Linked DNA regions of Canis lupus: region 2 is linked to region 1. Evidence: chromatin contacts called from public Hi-C data. All regions are on one chromosome and are shown on one strand. The core of a region is the stretch at or near the end of the contact, and the rest is flanking DNA. Distances in the headings are between cores, read along the strand shown. Region 1 holds the start of PHIP (PH-interacting protein). Region 2 holds the start of HMGN3 (high mobility group nucleosome-binding domain-containing protein 3).

What was found. Hi-C and Micro-C count contacts between places; a contact is called where the count stands out from the background.
Region 2: a contact with region 1 is called in a Hi-C map of blood, with 2.1 times the contacts expected there. The contact joins the promoter of HMGN3 here to the promoter of PHIP in region 1. A contact is called at or near these places in 5 of 9 Hi-C or Micro-C datasets (amygdala, blood, liver and 1 more).

The regions. Positions count from the first base shown.
Region 1 is chr12:40,232,885-40,236,661 of UU_Cfam_GSD_1.0, forward strand. It overlaps PHIP (PH-interacting protein), which reads right to left and starts at 1,609. Exons shown (of 40, transcript XM_038554573.1): 1 at 1,345-1,609; 2 at 1,171-1,229; 3 at 995-1,024; 4 at 746-805. The coding sequence starts at 1,384.
Region 2 is chr12:40,368,361-40,372,137 of UU_Cfam_GSD_1.0, forward strand. HMGN3 (high mobility group nucleosome-binding domain-containing protein 3) reads right to left here and starts at 2,143. Exons shown (of 6, transcript XM_038554584.1): 1 at 1,886-2,143. The coding sequence starts at 2,128. It overlaps LOC111098329 (a long non-coding RNA gene), which reads left to right and starts at 1,739. Exons shown (of 3, transcript XR_005367942.1): 1 at 1,739-2,167.

The sequences.
Region 1 (3,777 bases), core at 359-2,858:
AAAGCCTGTTAAAACTCCTGGCTTTTCGAGGTTACAGGCTTTTGCACTTCTGCGAATGTGTTCTGGTAAAAAGCATGATGAGCCTCTGGCCAACTATCATCATACATCTGAACCCCTCAAAACAAACAAACAAAAACCGTAGCTCTGAATTTAAGGAGAGCAAAAGAATCGAGAGAGGAAAAAATAAAAATAAAAATATCGCCTAGCTACGGTTCCGCCGCGGGTGAATAGCCTGCTTGTGAAATGCTAATGCCACTTCGGAGCAGTTAGTCACCAGCTATTGTGTGGGGCAGGAGAAAGCCGAGCCGACCGCGCGTGCAGAGCAGCGAGCGAGCGAGCGAGCAGGCAGGCGAGCGAGCGAGCAAGCGCGCCCTCCTTCCTCGCGCCGCTCCCGCCGCCGCCGCCGCCGCCGCCGCCTCGCGCGCGCCCCCGCGCCCGCACGGACGCGCGCGCCGGCCCCTCCTCCTCCGGCCTTGCACTGCACAACACTCATGACGTATCTTTATTTCTAGCACATTAACAAAATATCACAAATAAATTGTCGGCAGCCCCCGCGGCCTCGGGGTGCGGGTCCCCCCGACCACTGCCCCCCGAAGCCCCCGCGCCGGCCTCCCAACCCTCCCCGTGGCCTTTGGAGCTTTCACGTTCTGGGGCCAAGTTTTTGTCTCTGTAAAAAATTGCGGGAAATTCAATTTTTATTCGACTCGGGGAAAAGTTTCTTTGCTCCGCGACGTGAATGTCTCACCAGATTCTGGTAGGTCCTGGGATGCTCCTTCCCGGTCCAGTCCGTGCGGCGGGGCAGCAGCTGCGGGGAGAGGACGCCCCGTGAGCCCGGCCCCCAGCCCCAGCCCGCCCGCTCCCCTCCCCCGCCCGCCCCGCGCCCCGGCGGGGACCCCGAGCCCCGCGCCCCGCGCCCCGGCGGCGGCGGTGGCGGCGGCGCGGCCCAGGGGCGGCCGCGCGGCGGCGAGACGCGCCGGGCCGCCGCCGCCCTTACCTCCTTCTCGGCCACCTCGCGGATCAGCACCTGCAACAACAAAGCGGGGAGAGCTGAGCCCCGCGCCCCGGGCCGCAGCCCCGCCGCCGCCGCCGCCGCCGCCGCCGCCGCCGCCGCCCTCCCCCACGCCCGCGAGCAGCGAGCGCCGGCTCGGCCCGCGCCGCGCGCCGCCGTACCTGAGCCGCCTGCTGACAGGGTCCATCTTCCAGGAACCGGGCGATGAGGAAGTAGAGCTCTGCGCGGGAGAGGGGGACGGGGAGACACACAGGCTTAGCGGCCGGGCGGCGGGGGGCGGGGGACCGCGGGCGGAATCGCCCGGTGCCAGCGGCCCCAGCAGCCCCCCGACTTACCCGATCGCAGCTCCGAGAGGCCTTTCCTCTCACAAGACATGTTTATGGGTCACTTCAGGGCCGCCGGCGGGACACCCCGCCGCCGAGGGGAAGCGGGGATGGTGCCGCCGCCTGCCCTATAGCTGTCACTGTGTGTTCACGAGCCCAGCCTCGGCTCCACCATTCAAGCAACGGCGGCGGAGGCGGAGGAGGAGGAGGAGGAAACAACAACTCTCAGGCAGCGGCTACGGCCGCCGCCGCCTCCGCCGCGGATCCCTCCGCCGCAGAAAGGAGTCCGCCGCCTTCGCGGCCCGGGCTTGGCCCCGTCCTCGGCCCGCGCCCCCGCCCCCGCCCCCGCCCCCCGGCGCACAAAAAGGAGTGCCTTGGGCCCCGCGCCCCCGCGCCCCCGCGCCCCGGGCGGCGAGACCCCTGCCCCCGCCTCCCCGGCCAAAGGTGCGATTTATTTATTTATTTCCAGTCGGAGAAGATGTCGGAGCCGGAGCCGCCGGTTGGCTGAAAGGCGCTTTCTCTGTGGAGGCCGCCCGCGGGAGGGAGGGGGGCCGGGGACGGCTCCGCGGAGGGATCTGACGCACACGGAGCCGCAGCACAGGCTCTATTCAGCGGCGCTGGCTGGGGCTGAGATGGAAGTTAGTTTCTATGTAGCAGAAATGGGAAACAAATGAAGCAAAACTGCCCAAAGAGGGGAAATGCCCCGAGGATGGGGCTCCCTCTCACGCGCGCACACAGGCACACACGCAGAGAGCCCTCTCGCGCCGGGCGAACTCGGGATCGCGCTCCCCGGCCCGAGTTGAATGATAGTGTTTGGTTTCTGTCTCTTGCCATGTGCATGTGTATAAATGCTGCGGATTGGCATCTGTGTAAGTCTTGTCCTGCGTTATTTCTGCAGCCTATGCAAAGTGTTGTGTAATTTATTGGAGTGCCGTGTATTGCAATAGAGGTCTGGCTCTTTTTGTTGAGCGTTTGGCGTTTGCAAGCCCGTTATCTGCCGAAGCCACCTCTGCGTATATATCTTTTATTATTGCCGTCGTCTTAAGCATTTTACATGTAAAAAAAAAAAAAAAAATGTTTTTTGGGTTTTTTTTTTTTTTTTAGTTATTATTTTTTTTTATTGTGGTACGGGCAAAGCGAACTCCTGGTCTGTACTTCAGTTACTCTTTTTCCTGGTTACAAAAGGGCTAGTGATGGCTAATTAGGGATTTGGGATTAAAGAACCTTAAAGCTCTTCTAAGTGTTTACAAGAAGGAATAATGTAAACCTGAGAGAAAGGAAAGAAAGCTAATATTTATCTCTAACTGATCTGGAGGTAATTTACTGACAGATCAATAACCCACCGAAGGATATTGAAAGAGTATACTACAGTTTAGCCAAGGTGATTAGTGATTAAATAATTTAAATTATCTGTGTATCTTACAGTTGACTTCGTCATGCTAATTAATGGCTTCTAATTTGAGGTGTAAACCATTCTTGTTTACAGTTAATCACGGGAAGACTTCTTGAAAACTGACGAAAAGAGAAAAAAATTAATCTTTCGTAAATTAGTATGTAATTACCGGTTTTATTTGCTAAATCATACATCTGTGTTTCGCTGATGAGGGTAAGGGCCTTGTTGTTGGTTTTTTTTTTTTTTTTAAACGAATATGGGTGAAATTAATGGAAACAATAGAAAAAGCCATTTGTTAGAAAACAAGGACACCAAGTGATATTTATCTCCAGATGATTTAAGCACTTTTCAAAAAGACTTGATAGTTGGGTTTTTTTTTTTTTTTAAGGATTGCATTTTAAAGGGAATTAGGATAGTCGTTCTTTGTTAACATTTAACAAAAGATTCTCCTTTAAAATTTTAGATAATAACCTGCATTTTATGTATCCTTTCTAAAAAGGTTATTTGTGAGTAAAGGACCAACAAGCTGTATTATGGCTTTCTAGATTGTTTCCTCAAGCCTTGTTCCCTTCTCGCTCCTTAACATTGCTAGTGAGAAATACTTGCTGCAACTGCCTTGGGTTGCACTGCAAGACTGCACCGGTGTGATGCCCTGTACTAAATATCCAGAAATCATCCTACACGTGAGGAAGAGGGAAAAAAAAAAAAGCCTAAACCTCTTTGGAATGATAGGATGTAAAAATTTGCCTTTTAGAACAATCTCAATCGAGTAAAAAAGAGAAGTTACCATGACTTGTCCTATTGCAGCCAGGTTATCAGAATAATGTTATTTACTGAAATGGCAATCTTTCAAATACTGAAAATATTTGCATTTTTAAGGACATTAATTCCATTCTATCTATTGTAGGTAAGTAGCTTACTTCTAGATAGTTAGATTTGAAAAAACAGGCATTTAATATGCCTTTTTGCAATTCTCCTTATTTCTGTGATTGATGCTTTCTATTTTAACTTTTAAAAAAGTCTCATATTCTTCAAATAATTGTGATATTTTA
Region 2 (3,777 bases), core at 893-3,392, 140 kb after region 1:
GGTCTGTTGTAATAATGGGTTTGTGCACACCTTTTTGTTCATTTAGATTTGTTAATAATTCTCAAGAAAAGGGATGGCATTAATTCACTCTATATCTCATTTCTTGATGGTTAGTTTTTTCGACTCTACTAGAATTCCCAACCTAGTCACTGAAAGCTCAGATGAATGCTGAAAATGGTGGCATCAATTTAAATACCCTAGTTCTAGTAAAACAGGGCTGAAAAACAAAATTCTCATAAACATTAAATTCAAGTGATGAATGTCAAGTATTAGTACTCTTAATATGCCATCCATCTTCTCAGGCTCCTAATCTCTTTGCATTTCCTAAATTCGTCTTGACCCACCCACAACTAAATGAAGAGAATGAATAAATAATGTTCTAAAGTAGGGACTTTGAACCTACAGTATCTAATTAAATCTTTGGTTCTAGTCATTGGTCGGTGAAATGTTGGGTAACTCCTGCCTTTAAGCCCTAGCGCAATGGCCTTAACTAAGCCTCTCAAGGTGTAGTGAGTGAGCAGTAAAGGAACTAGGGCAAGTCAAACTCTTCCCAAGCACACAGTAGGTGCACAATAAACTCTAAGATGAACAACAACAAACTTCTGTTGCATTTTTTTTTTTTAAGTGGAGGAGGCCAGCTCCCCACCACATTCTCCATAATGGCAAGTAGGAAGGCAAAAAAAAAAAAAGCTCCTGTAATTTTAAAACTTCCGTATTTTCAACGGAGGCATGCACTTCTGTAGCTGATCATAAAGCGGGGCAGGTATTCGTAATTCTGCCTCACGTTTAAGGCACCGCCTGGTTTACAGCCCTGGCGAGCCGTGGAGGGTGCCAGGCTCCCCCTGGTCACAGCGGCCGCACGCGCGGCTTCGGAGGGCGGAGGAGAGCCCTCCCCGGCCCTCCCCGGCCCTCCCCGGGGCAGCGAGCGGGGGCGGCCGCGCTCGGGGGCCACGCGCTCCGCCGTGCGAGACCCCTGGGCCCGCGGCCCGCGCGGAAGGGGGCGTCCGAGCCCCCAGGTCCCCGGGAGCCCCGAGGGGCGCGGGAGCGCGCGCAGCCCGCCTTTCCCGAGCGCGTGTGGGTGAGGGCGGCCGGAGAGGGGCCGCGGCCCTTGCCCTTGGCGGCCACAGCGGGCGCCTGCAGCGCCGTCCCGTGCGGCCCGCGGCCAGCTCCGCCGCGCCCTCCGCGCCCTCCGCGCCCGCCGCGCAGCGCCCGCAGGTCCCGGCCGCCCGGCCCCGCCTGCGCCGGCCCCAGCCCTGATTGACACTGGAGTTGGTACATACGGGTCTGCAGCGGAGGCGAGCAGGGGGGTGAGTGCTATTTTAAACATGGCTTTCCCTTCCCTTGGCCTCAGAGCCGACGCGGCGCGCCCAGCAGCGGGCTAGGCCCACCTGGGAATAACCCCAACATCTGCCCGACTTGTTTGTTTGTTTATGTATTTATTAGGATCTCCCCATGCACGGACTTGTTTCACCCCCCCGCTCCCCGCTCCCCCCTCCCCAACACTGCTTCCTCTCCACGCTAATCGCAACCCGGCAGTTTCAAAGAGGAAACTCCCCTCCTAGAAGAGGGGGAATGGAAGGCTCTTTTGCTGCTTCTTGTTCGAGGTGGAAACCATTCCAGCTAGCAGGAGTTCAAAACGAAGGGAAGCCGCGTCGCTGGAGAGAAAGTAACACTGAGGAATCGATAAGGACGGACGGAGGGAGGGAGGGAGGGAGGGAGGGAAGCTCTGCAACAGGCATCTGAAAACAAGCGTGGAGAAGCAAAGGGATTCGCAATTCCTGACTTACTCCCAAGCGCATTCCGCGCAATCCACTGCAATGACCAGATCGGCTGTAAGCACAATTTGGAGGCCTTTGAAATCTTTTTTGGGGGGGGGAAGACTTACCTTTCTCTTCGGCATAATGATTACGTTCGTGCGGCTAAAAAGTAAAGCAACGGGCTGGAACTGCAGACGCCGCCGCTGGATGCCGCCGCTGCAGCTGCTCACGCGCAGGGCACGGCGTAGCCCGGCCTCTCCGACCTGCACCTCGGCGGCTCCCTCCAGGGGCCCTCTACTCGCTCGCCTCCCCGCTCCTCCAATGAGGAGCCCCGGCAGCCGGCCGCGAGGCCCCATTGGCTGCGGCAACATTCTAAATTCCACGAGGGCACGCCCACCCCGGCGCACACGGTAAGCGCTGTTGTAGTTTCCACTTCACCGAAAAAAATCTGCCTGGTGACTGAGCATGCCCAGTTCAACTAGTAACCCCCAAGCCACACGGTCCTGGAGTTTCATTGTTTGGCTGCTCCCTCTTTGGATCCTGTCAGTAGGAACAGTGTGGGCCTTTATAGTCGGGGCGGGGCGGGGGGGGGGGCAGTAAGCATACACACCAACTTTATAGTGTAAGTGTATGCACAGCCGGCACTTGATAACGATTCCTACCCTATAAAGGCTTGTCATGGATGTTAGTTAGGTGATGGAGACTTGTAAGAGTGAGTGTGTTCTGGGAGAGTGTGGCAATTTCAGAGGGCCTCAGTTTCCCCTTTTAGATATCTAGTGACAATAGTCGCTGAAGTTACTTACTTTTAATTTCCTAAAATCTGTGATTACAAATCACGCACTAATTCAGCCAACTTCAAACTAGGCTTGAAGGTGAATAGGGTATGTTTGATATGGAACTTAGGAAAAGAATGAACAAGATCAGATTATTTATATTTGAAACATATATTTAAAATATACATAATTTAATGTTTCTCAAAGTTCTGCAAGGCATTAGACTGGCATTGCAGAGACGTTTCTGAATTTGTTTTATGAGACCAGTTTTACCCTGATACCAAAATCAGTGTAAGATGTCAAAAGAAAAGAGAGCTATGGACCAATATCCTTTATAAACATAGACACAAAAATCTTGAACAAAATTTTAGTAAATCAAACCCAATAACACTTGAAAGGATAAGACATCATGACCATGGAGTTTATCCTTGGAATTCAAAGTTGGTTTAACATCTGAAAATCAACCAGTGTAATTCACTATATTAATAGAATAAAGTAAAAAACCAATACAATCATTTTAGCAGATACAGGAAAAGCACTAGTGAATGGGTATGCAAACTGTGGTAACCATATACAATACAATATTACTCAGCAATAAAAGGGAACAAAATATTTCTACATGAATGAATGCCAAATACAAGATGCCATGTGAAAGAAGTCAAATACAAAAGACCATACTGAATAATTTCATTCTTAAGAAATTATAGAAAAAGCAAAATTAGGCAAGCTTAGTTTCGTAATCACACTGGAAGGCAAAAATTGACATCGTAGGAAAATATATTGAAGTCTTACACCACAAACTTGGCCAAATCGACTTTGGTCATGCACAGCCTACAAAAATGCATTAAATAATGTCATCAAGTAATTAATTTTAATGCTTACCTTTTTTTCTTTATTAATTTTCAAAATAATGAGTTGACATCCTAGCAAACTCCAGAAGTGGTCAATGACTTTCTTTTTGAAAGAAAGTTCTTTAGGAACTCATGAATTTTTATACATTTGGTGTGCTTCGACCTATTGCTATTATTGCTATTTTTACTATTTTTTTATGCTCATACTGCCCCAGTATGAATTCTTTTTCAAGTTGGTCCTTTTGACATGATCCCAATTGTCTTTGATAGATTTCTTACTTTCAGGAAGTCAGTGGATCACAATATACTCAAATAACTCAGATAAAATCAATTCTTTGAGAATTGGATAAAAACTTTGAGATTAATAATTTTATCATAAAAATCATATTTATAATG